Linked DNA regions of Mus musculus: regions 1 and 3 are each linked to region 2. A link is a contact called in public capture Hi-C and promoter capture Hi-C data. All regions are on one chromosome and are shown on one strand. Each heading gives the region's core, a stretch centred on a gene start, on an enhancer-like site or on the middle of the called end of the contact. The rest is flanking DNA. Distances are from core to core; before and after follow the strand shown. Region 1 holds the start of Lrp3 (low density lipoprotein receptor-related protein 3). Region 2 holds the start of Pepd (peptidase D). Region 3 holds the start of Rhpn2 (rhophilin, Rho GTPase binding protein 2).

Region 1 (3,281 bases), core at 72-2,571, 300 kb after region 2:
TAGCCTGTGCAGTAGTCCTCTCCTGGACACTCACCCTTCTCTATTCCTGGAGGCCAGATGAGAGTTACAGTTTAAAAAGAAAGAGCTGCCCCACACCCCTCACAACTTTGTCACTTCAGTGGTTTTAGGGAGCCTGTCACATTCCTAGGCCCTCAACAGTGATATCACTGGGTGTCCCCTAATGACCCAGCTCTTCTAAGGGCCTCCCTCCTTCATCAAGGTAAATAAAGAACCATGTGGGTTGGGGATTTAACTCCTTCCTTCCCCTCTCCTGCAATGGGCTCTGGGAAAGTGGACAGAAATTTTTCCTGGTCAGGGAAGGAGCCTTCTAACCTAGGTTCCAGTCCTGGCGGGTTCTTGGCCCTCCCCGGAACAGACTCAGACCCCCCCCCCCAACCCCCATCAGGGATGAACCGACCTATGACCATCTGGGTCTGGGAAGACACAATGGGAAAATGAGTTCTCACATCTGCCTCCCTCCCCCCCGCCACAAGCCCCCATGCTGAGTCCCCATCTTTTGGCTAGCTCCCAGGCCTGTCCAGGACTCCAGGCAGGAAAGGGTTCCTTCTTTAGGGAGCAGTAGTCCAGGCCTTTGTCCACAGCTCTGGAAGCCAGAGCACCACTCAGGCAGGCCGGGCTGGAAAGCATCAGGAAGACCCCAGCCTCTCCCAGGAACCCAAGGCCAGCGTTCTCGTCCCCCAGCTCCGGGCCTGGGGTTCTGCTGTGGTGGGAGGCTCCCTCCTCGGCAGCCCAAGGGTGCCTGGGCGCGGAAGCCATCGCAGTGCAGGCTCCAAGCCCTCCCATCCCGCCCGGCCCCTCGCGGCCCACTCACCCAGGCAGACGACTGCGAGCGGCGCCCTGGCGCCCGGCGCCCCCTCCGGCCCCGCGGCCGCGCGCTTCTCCATGCCGGGGCGGGCCGCGCGCGGACGCCTGCTGCCCTGCGGCCGGGGCTCCGCCTGGGGCTAGGGCTGGCGCGGCGGCTGCGGCCCGGGTGCGGGCGGCGGCTGCGGCGGCGTCTTTGTGCGGCGGCGGTGCAGGCCCGCAACGCGCGGGGCCACATCGGCCGCGGCGTCACGGGCCCCGCGGGGGCTCAGCGGCGGTCGCCAGGGAAGACCCTCGCCCGCCGCTGTCCCGGAGCCCCGGCCGGCGCGCCCAGCCCGGCCTGCGCACCGAGACCTCCGGCGCGCCCATGCCCCGGCGCGCCCTGCCCGTCGGTCCCCGGGCCGCCCGCGCTGCGCCGCACGGTGCCTACGAGGGTGCGTCGCTCGGTCCGTCCGTCCTCCCGGCCGGCCCCTCGCCTAAGCCCGGAGCCGGGAGGCCGCGCCGCGCTAGCCACGTGACGCGCCCGCCGAGCCGCAGTGGCGCTGACAGGGCGGGCGGAGGAGGCTGGGGCGGGCCGGGGGGCGCACGCCCCGCCTCGGGGTGCTGGACAGCTCCACGCACGCGGCTCCGACCGGAACCCGCTAGCTCTGAACCTTGGCTCAGCGATTAGGGCTGGCATTGCGCCTATGGTCCGGGGAAGCGCTCGCCTTCGCCCTTTGATCCCAAGATCTGGTCTCTTTCCCGAAGCCAGGCGACTGTGCTGGGGAAGAGAGGGAGACTGAGGTGGGATGGCGTGGAAAGGGCTGATGGGGGCCAAGACAATGAGTCGAGGCCCAAGGTTGGGACCTGACTTCTTCCTAATGCAATGCGTTCCTGGCTGATTTGCTTTGGGAATTCTCTCCTCCTGCTGGCCCTCTGTCCTTCTCATTTACCTCATCCTGTCTCTAAAGTGGCTCCCTTGTAAAAAGTGAGGCCTGTGTGGAGACATTGATGAGAACCCTGAGAGGACTTTGGACACCCAGTTGTGCCCCTGACCAGCTCAGTTACCCCCTCATCCTCTAGGGAACCGCGATGATGTATGCTTTTTAAGCGTGTGGTTGTAGTCTGGAGACAACCTGTCAACCAAGGGTTTGAATCCAGGAGAGGCAAAAACCAGAATGAACTTGGAAGAGGAATTGAGGAGTTGGGGTCAATTGAGGTCAGCTGTTCTTTAAAACTGATGCTAAATCAGAGGTCCCCAAATACCCCCGAGCAAGGAGGCTCCGCAAGCTGGGGTGAGCCTCACCTTCCACACACACACCCATGGTCTTTAGCTTTTGTGCGTGCCCTCACAAGCACTGCCACTCATTAAGATTATGAAGGCTGAGGGAAACAACGGTCCATTAGTGAAAGCTGTGGACACAGGAATTCGTTAACTTCATTTTCACTGTACAGGAACCAAAAGTGTTTCTTTGGGGGAACTCTGAGTCTTTCTGTGCTTTCTTGTTCTCCTTCTAAGCCTTTTGTGATTATGCCAGAGTAGATTTTCCCAGTAAGTATTAAAGGGTTTTTAAAATCGGGTAATGAGGGGGCGGCGGTTGGACAGGTAGCTTAGTGGTTAAAAGTTCTTGCTGATCTTCCAGGGGACCTGAGTTCGGTTCCTGCACCCACGTTGGTTTACACTTCCGATTCCAGGGTGTCTGACAGCCTTTTCGGGCCTCCTCGGGCACCAGGCACATGTATAGCTCACATAGACACATGCAAGCAAAATACTTGGTGGCACATGCAAGCATCACACATAACATTGCAATTGCAAATAGCCCATAATCCAGAAGAGGAATTTTTGAGTTTATGACCAGACCTGTACCACCATGACCCCAGAAAGAAAGGAAGAAAGAAACAAGCAGAATGGCATGGATTCTCTCTCTCTCTCTCTCTCTCTCTCTCTCTCTCTCTCTCTCTTTCTGTGTGTGTGTGTGTGTGCCAGCTACATATACATACACACACATATACACATGTGTGTATATGTATACATCTATATCCATATATAACACATGTATACACACATATATACATATACATACATATTATCTAAGCCAAGAATTCCATTTCTGGGTACATATTTGGAGTTTAAAGCAGGGGTTCCTATACACCATTCACCATTATTGATAAAACATTGAAGCAATCAAAGCATCCTTTGGCAGATTAATGAGCAGCTGTGATGTGGCACACTGGCCTGGGCAATGGAATATACTCAGTCTAGGAAGATGGACATTCTGATGTATGATGACACGTGGATGAATCCTGAGAGCATTACCCAGGTAAAACAAGCCAATCACAGAAGACAGGTGTCATATGATTCCATTCAAATGAGGTGCCTAGAATAGTCAGCATCACACAGACTAACCTGCCTGCCCCTAGCAGGTGTGGCTGCTGTGTCCCCATGTGCATCAGTAGGCGTCAGAGAGGAGAGAGGCTAT
Region 2 (2,875 bases), core at 1-2,500:
ATTTTATGTCAAAAGAAGTGGGGCTGTGATTAGCTGGGGGCAGGCTTTCCTACTACAAACCTGCTCCTCCTCTGCTATTTTTAAAAAGGCGTCCCTTATTAGGGAGTCGAGACTCTTTAGCTGAAGATGGAGCTAATGCACTCTGTGTGTGTGTGTGTGTCCAAGTTCTCAAGAGTCTGTGTGAGGTCAGGCATGTTGCTTACCCTTCTGGACCTTAGTCTCCTCCTCTGTAAGATGGTGCTAAGACAGCACCTGCCTTCCTCATGGGGCTTTTGTGAGACCACTGTGAGCAGTGGTGCTAACATCTGCAAAGCACTTGAACCAGTGTCTTTAAGTGCTGAGAGTAAGGAGGGCAGTGCCTGCCTTCTGATGCTCATTTCTCTGTAGGACTCTCCTCTATCACCAGGGCTCAGCTCTGCTATTCCCCACCTCATCCTCCCCTCCCCTGCTCTGCCCCTGCCCCTGCTTCTCTTTCTTCAGCTCCTCCATCTTGCACTTGAGGAGGTTTGGACTAGAGCCTATTAGATTTAACTCTCCAACTTATATACAAGACCCTGAAGGCCTTGCTTATCTCTCAGCCAGAGACTTTCTCCCCAGACTCCCTTTCCTGAATGCTGGAGGCTTCTATTACTCCAGTTGTCCCAGCTCTCCATCATCTTTGGCCCTCCTCCCCATGGTTTCTTTTTTCTTTTTTCTTTACCATATGAATAAATATTTATTTATTTATTTTTTAAAATTAAAAAATTTTTATTAGATATTTTCTTCATTTACATTTCAAATGCTATCCCAAGAGTCCTCTATGCGCCCCCCCCCCCCGCTCCCCTACCAACCCACTCCCACTTCTTGGCCCTGGCGTTCTCCTGTACTGGGGCATATAAAGTTTGCAAGACCAAGGGGCCTCTATTCCCAATGATACAGAAGTGGATCCCCATGGTTTCTTTATTCTTGTATGTTCTTCTCGCGGGTGGGCGGCAACATACACACAAGGTCAGGGGCTAACCTAGAATCAATTGATCTCCTGTCTCAGGACACTTCTTCCCAAGAGGGAAAGCCTTCTGGGTTGCTGCTCAAGTTCCTTCTAGTTTCTTGTGGGAATCTGAGATGCTTAATCAGCTGCAGGACTCCTCCACTTAAGGGTGTGAAGTCCGGAGCTGGAGTGGGAGGGACTGAAGCCACCACGCCCATTAAAAATCCCGCCCTGGCCCCGCCCCGTCCTCCTCAGAGGAACCCTAGCTGGTTCAGCTGACGCTGCACTCCACGTGACGCTAGCGCCGAGTGAACATGGCGTCCACTGTGCGGTGAGTGCTGAGCTTGTCCCTTGCCCTGCCTGCGGCCCGCGTAGAGGTGGCCTGCCTCGGTATTCCTAGCTGAACAGTGGGTGACAGCCTCCGAGCTCTGACTGGAGTTGCTCTGTGGCCGCGGGCTGCGGGCTGCGCGCTTCTTCTCTGGGGCACCGGAACCGAGAGCCGGGCTGGGCGAGTGGTACCTGCAGAGCCCCTGCATGCTTGCGGCTGCCCACTGGCCCTCGTGGGGCGGGGGAGGGTGGCTTCCCTGGAGTCCCGAGTGTGGCAGCCTCACCGTAAGTGGCCGAAGTGGGAGCTTCACAAATCTGTTCACTGCCACGCCCCTCCGATGAGGTGGCCAGCCTGGTCTGGGCGCCAGGTTCCCAGGCGCTTCCTCAAAAGTGAGGGAAAGTGTGAGTAGTATTTGGAGTGGCCGTGGAATATCCGTTAATCAGGCCAGCACTTTCCTGATTCTTTCCTGGCCCAAACGTCAGCTCCTCTGAGACACCTTCCCTTAATTATCTGATCAATTCTATACTGCCTGACTTTCTGTATGTCAGTTGTCTCCTCACTAGCTCCGATGCAGGCTCCATGCAGGCCTCAGTAGCCCAGTGTATTGCTCCGCTTAGACTTGCCATAATTCTGTATGATTAAAGGGTCAGTGGTTCGGCTGGGAGGAAGTTTGGACAGATGGGCTCTATTCAGTGTCACGGAAGGACAGCTGATCAAAGGTTAAGAGATAAAGACTGAGAGAGTAGGGTACATCCCTGAACTAGTAGGTTTGGTGCTAGTGACTTCTCCAGACTTTGTCCTGGGGGAGCAAGAAGGATTGTCATCTGGAATCTGCTTTTTAAGAATTTTAGACAGGGTCTCACTATGTAGCGCATGCTGGCCTTGGGACTCAGATTCTTCCTGCTTTGCCCTTCAGAGTGCTGACAATCCAGGCACGATGGCACTACACCCTGCTTGAGATCTGTTATGTTTTGCTTTGCTTTGTTTGAAGACAGGGTTCCTCTGTGTAGCCCTGGCTGTCCTGGAAGTCACTCTGTAGATCAGGCTGGCCTCGAATTTGGAGATCCACCTGCCTCTGCCTCCCAAGTGCTGGGATTAAAGGGGTGTGTCACTACTACTTGGCTTTTTTTTTTTTTTTTAGGTATTTTCCTCATTTACCACTTGGCTTCTTAAAGAGTTCCCCCCCCCCAACCCCCACCCCCGATAGCATGAGCTGTGGTTTCAGCGGAAGAGGGTGTGGACCTGGTGGTAGGGGATGTTAGGAAGGGTAGGGGTAGAAGAGTGCAGTTCTCCACAGACTGAGTTCAGAACTGAGGCGAGTATGGTAAAAACTAGTGGAGCAAATGCATCTCTCCATATACAACGAGGGCAGTGGAAACAGTGCCATCTTAGTTAGCTTCCAAGGTTGGAAGAGCTTGGGACATAGCAATCATGTAGTGACTACCAGCGGTTTTCTAGGAACAACACTGGGCCATGAAAGCTAATGGACAGGTGGGATCTGTCATCGAACTCTGTGCCATCTAACTCTGTCATCTAACTCTGATCTTGGTCTGTGCCAATACGAGGCATGCGTTTTAGGA
Region 3 (2,883 bases), core at 378-2,877, 420 kb after region 2:
GAATTTATTTATATATTTATTTATTTTTTAACTTTTTAACGTATGTTAAGCTGTTGCTTTTGTTTATTTTCAAGAACTTATTTTAAACCTCTCGAACCGTCTAAATATATATTTATTTACTTTCGATGTTTTTACATTTATTTATTTTGTGTGTTTGCTGGGGGGTTGGAGGGGGAATGCATGTGCCATGGCGCACGTGTGAGGTCAGAGAACCTGTGGAAGTTCTTTTTTGCACCTTCTACCCTATGGGTTCCAGGGAATGGAACTCAGGTTGTCAGGCTGAGCGGCAAGCACTTTTATCCTCTGAGCCACCTCTGCAGCCATACTAACACCATTTTTGTTGTTTGTTTTTGTTTTTCGAGACAAGGATTCTCTGTGTAGCCTTGGCTCTGAGACCCGCTTGTCTCTGCCTCCTGAGTCCTGAAATTAAACGCCCCTGGCCCCTAAAACACTTCTTAAAGAGCATGAAAACGGTTGGTTAGTTTTGAAAGCCGAATCTGAGGTTTACACTGCGACCCACAGACCTCCAAAGGCAGAAGACAAAGGTGTTTTTTGGTGGTGGTGGCGGCGGTGAGGAAGGAGTCTACAGGCTGGGGGCTCTAGGCTCCTGCAGATGTAGCCCGATGTGCTACCAATATCCGACGCCAGTTTACCTACTCTCCAGTAGGAGGTTCCGCGAACCCCGAGCCTAAGGAACCCCCTGCTACTCCTGTACTAACCACATCGATACCTATAACACGAGACCAGCCAGAGAAAAAATCACTTGGGCTTGAGAACTGAGAAAACCGAGTTTGGGAACTCTGGCATCCTTAAAGACACCTGCAGAATTCCTGTGCACAAAGCCTGCTCAGTAGGTGGCCCCCTCTCCCGACGACTTCTGCTACCCAAGCGCTCGGAGGCCTCCTCTCCTGCAAACAGCTTTCCGTCCTTCCTGGCCAGAGCCTTTAAAAGCTTCCGAGCAGCGAATGAACTGGTCATGAATGTCCGCGTCCCTGAGTGGGAAAGCAAACGTATTTAGTTCTCTGCATTTACTATTCCTAGGGCTCCAGAGAAAGGGCGAATTTGGGTTTCGCTACGTTTGCTGAAACCCCGATCCCGCTGGCTGCGCCACCTTAACGCTCACAAGGTAGTGAGCTGTGAACAACACTCAGATTAAGATCGAAGGCTCAGCAAGAGCTCCATTCTAGACTCGCGGCAGACAGCACTTAACACTTGCATGGGGCAGGGGCGCGGTCTATACAATCAAGGGCAGGGCTTCAGGGCTCTGGCTTCAGCCTCGGGCGGGGCTGGAGGAGGACCGTGCGTGTTGTGGGCGGGGCCTTAGTTGAGCGGGGCGAGGCTACAGAGTTAGGTATCCGCCTCCGGTAGGACTGGATGGTGGAGGGGCGGGGCCTAGGCGAGATGGGGCGTGGCTCCAGAGATCAGGGGTGGGGCTCACTCTGGGATGCAGGAGGACTGCAAATGCGGGGGGCGGAACTGTAGGGCTTGGGATTCGCCTCTTGGGAGGCTGAAGGCGGGGCCTAGGTGGCAGAACTGAGTTCCAGGCTCGGGATCTGCCTAGGTCCAGGTCTTGCTAAGAGGGGCGGAGCTCCAGATATCTGGCGCTCTAGGGCTCGGGCGGGGCGGCAGGGCGGCTGGCTGGTCGGGGCGGGAGCGGGGGCGGGTCCCGGCGCCTCCTGGGGCCCTTAGTAGCCACTGCACCTCAGTTCACCCTGGACTCCCGCGCTGCCAGCATGACCGATACGCTGCTACCCGCGGCTCCCCAGCCGCTGGAGAAAGAGGGTGACGACTACTTTCGAAAGGTGAGTGGCGAGTCAACAGACCCTCTCTCTCTGTCCTGGCAAACTGCGGAGCGTGCTGAAGGGGCTTGAGGCGGGGGTCGGCTTGGACTGGAGGGGGAGGGGAAGGAGAAGGGAGAGACCCGCAGAGTTGGTGCGGGCCGAAGGGCGGAGAAGGGGGGTCGAAAGGGGATTGATTGCGCGGGGCTTGGAGCCCCGAGCAGATGGCAGCCGGGCTGGGGCGTGCAGGTGCACAGGCAAGCCACACGCAGGTGGGAACCTGGGGAGGTGATCCGGATGGCCCTGCCAGGCTTCTCGCGCTGGTGGGGAAAGGACCAGCTCCTGGCCACGCTGGCGAGCTCGGTCGGTCCCTCTGCACTTATACCGCAGCTCAGTTTCCACCCGAGCGCTTAGCCATGGTGCATCTGGAGGGCGAGTTTTGCTCTTTTGCCTCCCAAGTGCTTTCAGCGTTGGCCCCCTTCGACTTCTTGGTAAGGGAGAGTGGATGCTGCAAGGGGACCTCGGGCGTGCCCCTTCGTTTGTCCTCGCCCAAGAGAGCCAGAGAACCGGAGTCTCACTCTTCCAAAGTGGATTTATCTGTATTTGGTTGTCCGAGAGACCGAGAGGGCGAGACTGGACTCTGCGCGCTTGGCACGTCTTGGCGCTCCTGGGCAATTAATGCGACTGCCTTTCGCCCTGGAACTCAGTTCCTCAAAAGCGACCCCATTAGGCGCCCACAGCGGTGCTGGGATTGCCCAACAGCTGCTGGCTTTCAAAGGCACTTTAGAGGTGCGAATCACTGTGACAGACTCCTCACCTTCCTCTTGGGTCCCTAGAGAGTCTAAAAATAGCTTTTGGACTTTGGCCAAGGATCACCTGGTGGGTTGAGAGATTGTCGTGGATATTTTTCTAACTGATACGATCGAAGGCGCAGCGAGCAGTCATGAATAGGGAAGTGAAACTGCTTCCCACAGAGCAATCAATTCTTAATTGTTCGTAAATGGGCTTGGCAGCTTCCTTCTCCCGCGGGACTCTGGCATCTTAAAGAACTTTTGCTCACACGTGAAGTAGTAATAGAAAAGAGGGAAATCTGGAGACAGGTGGG

What was found. Promoter capture Hi-C pulls out the DNA fragments that hold promoters and counts their contacts. Capture Hi-C pulls out chosen DNA fragments and counts their contacts.
Region 1: a promoter capture Hi-C map of the HPC-7 cell line shows a contact between it and region 2. The contact joins the promoter of Lrp3 here to the promoter of Pepd in region 2. A contact is called at or near these places in 7 of 39 promoter capture datasets (the C10 cell line, the HPC-7 cell line, HPC-7-derived erythroid cells and 4 more), 1 of 115 datasets of contacts at active chromatin or transcription factors (embryonic stem cells) and 3 of 9 other capture datasets (adipose tissue, liver and pancreatic islet).
Region 3: a contact with region 2 is called in a capture Hi-C map of macrophages, with 5 times the contacts expected there. The contact joins the promoter of Rhpn2 here to the promoter of Pepd in region 2. A contact is called at or near these places in 1 of 39 promoter capture datasets (pre-B cells), 2 of 484 Hi-C or Micro-C datasets (CD4 T cells and regulatory T cells), 1 of 115 datasets of contacts at active chromatin or transcription factors (pancreatic cancer cells) and 3 of 9 other capture datasets (adipose tissue, liver and macrophages).

Annotation. Positions count from the first base shown.
Region 1 is chr7:35,214,024-35,217,304 of GRCm38.p6, forward strand. It overlaps Lrp3 (low density lipoprotein receptor-related protein 3), which reads right to left and starts at 1,322. Exons shown (of 8, transcript NM_001024707.2): 1 at 833-1,322. The coding sequence starts at 905. It overlaps Gm24505 (a small nucleolar RNA gene), which reads left to right and starts at 3,212; the gene lies at 3,212-3,281.
Region 2 is chr7:34,911,157-34,914,031 of GRCm38.p6, forward strand. It overlaps Pepd (peptidase D), which reads left to right and starts at 1,251. Exons shown (of 15, transcript NM_008820.2): 1 at 1,251-1,298. The coding sequence starts at 1,282.
Region 3 is chr7:35,332,610-35,335,492 of GRCm38.p6, forward strand. It overlaps Rhpn2 (rhophilin, Rho GTPase binding protein 2), which reads left to right and starts at 1,628. Exons shown (of 15, transcript NM_027897.4): 1 at 1,628-1,802. The coding sequence starts at 1,734.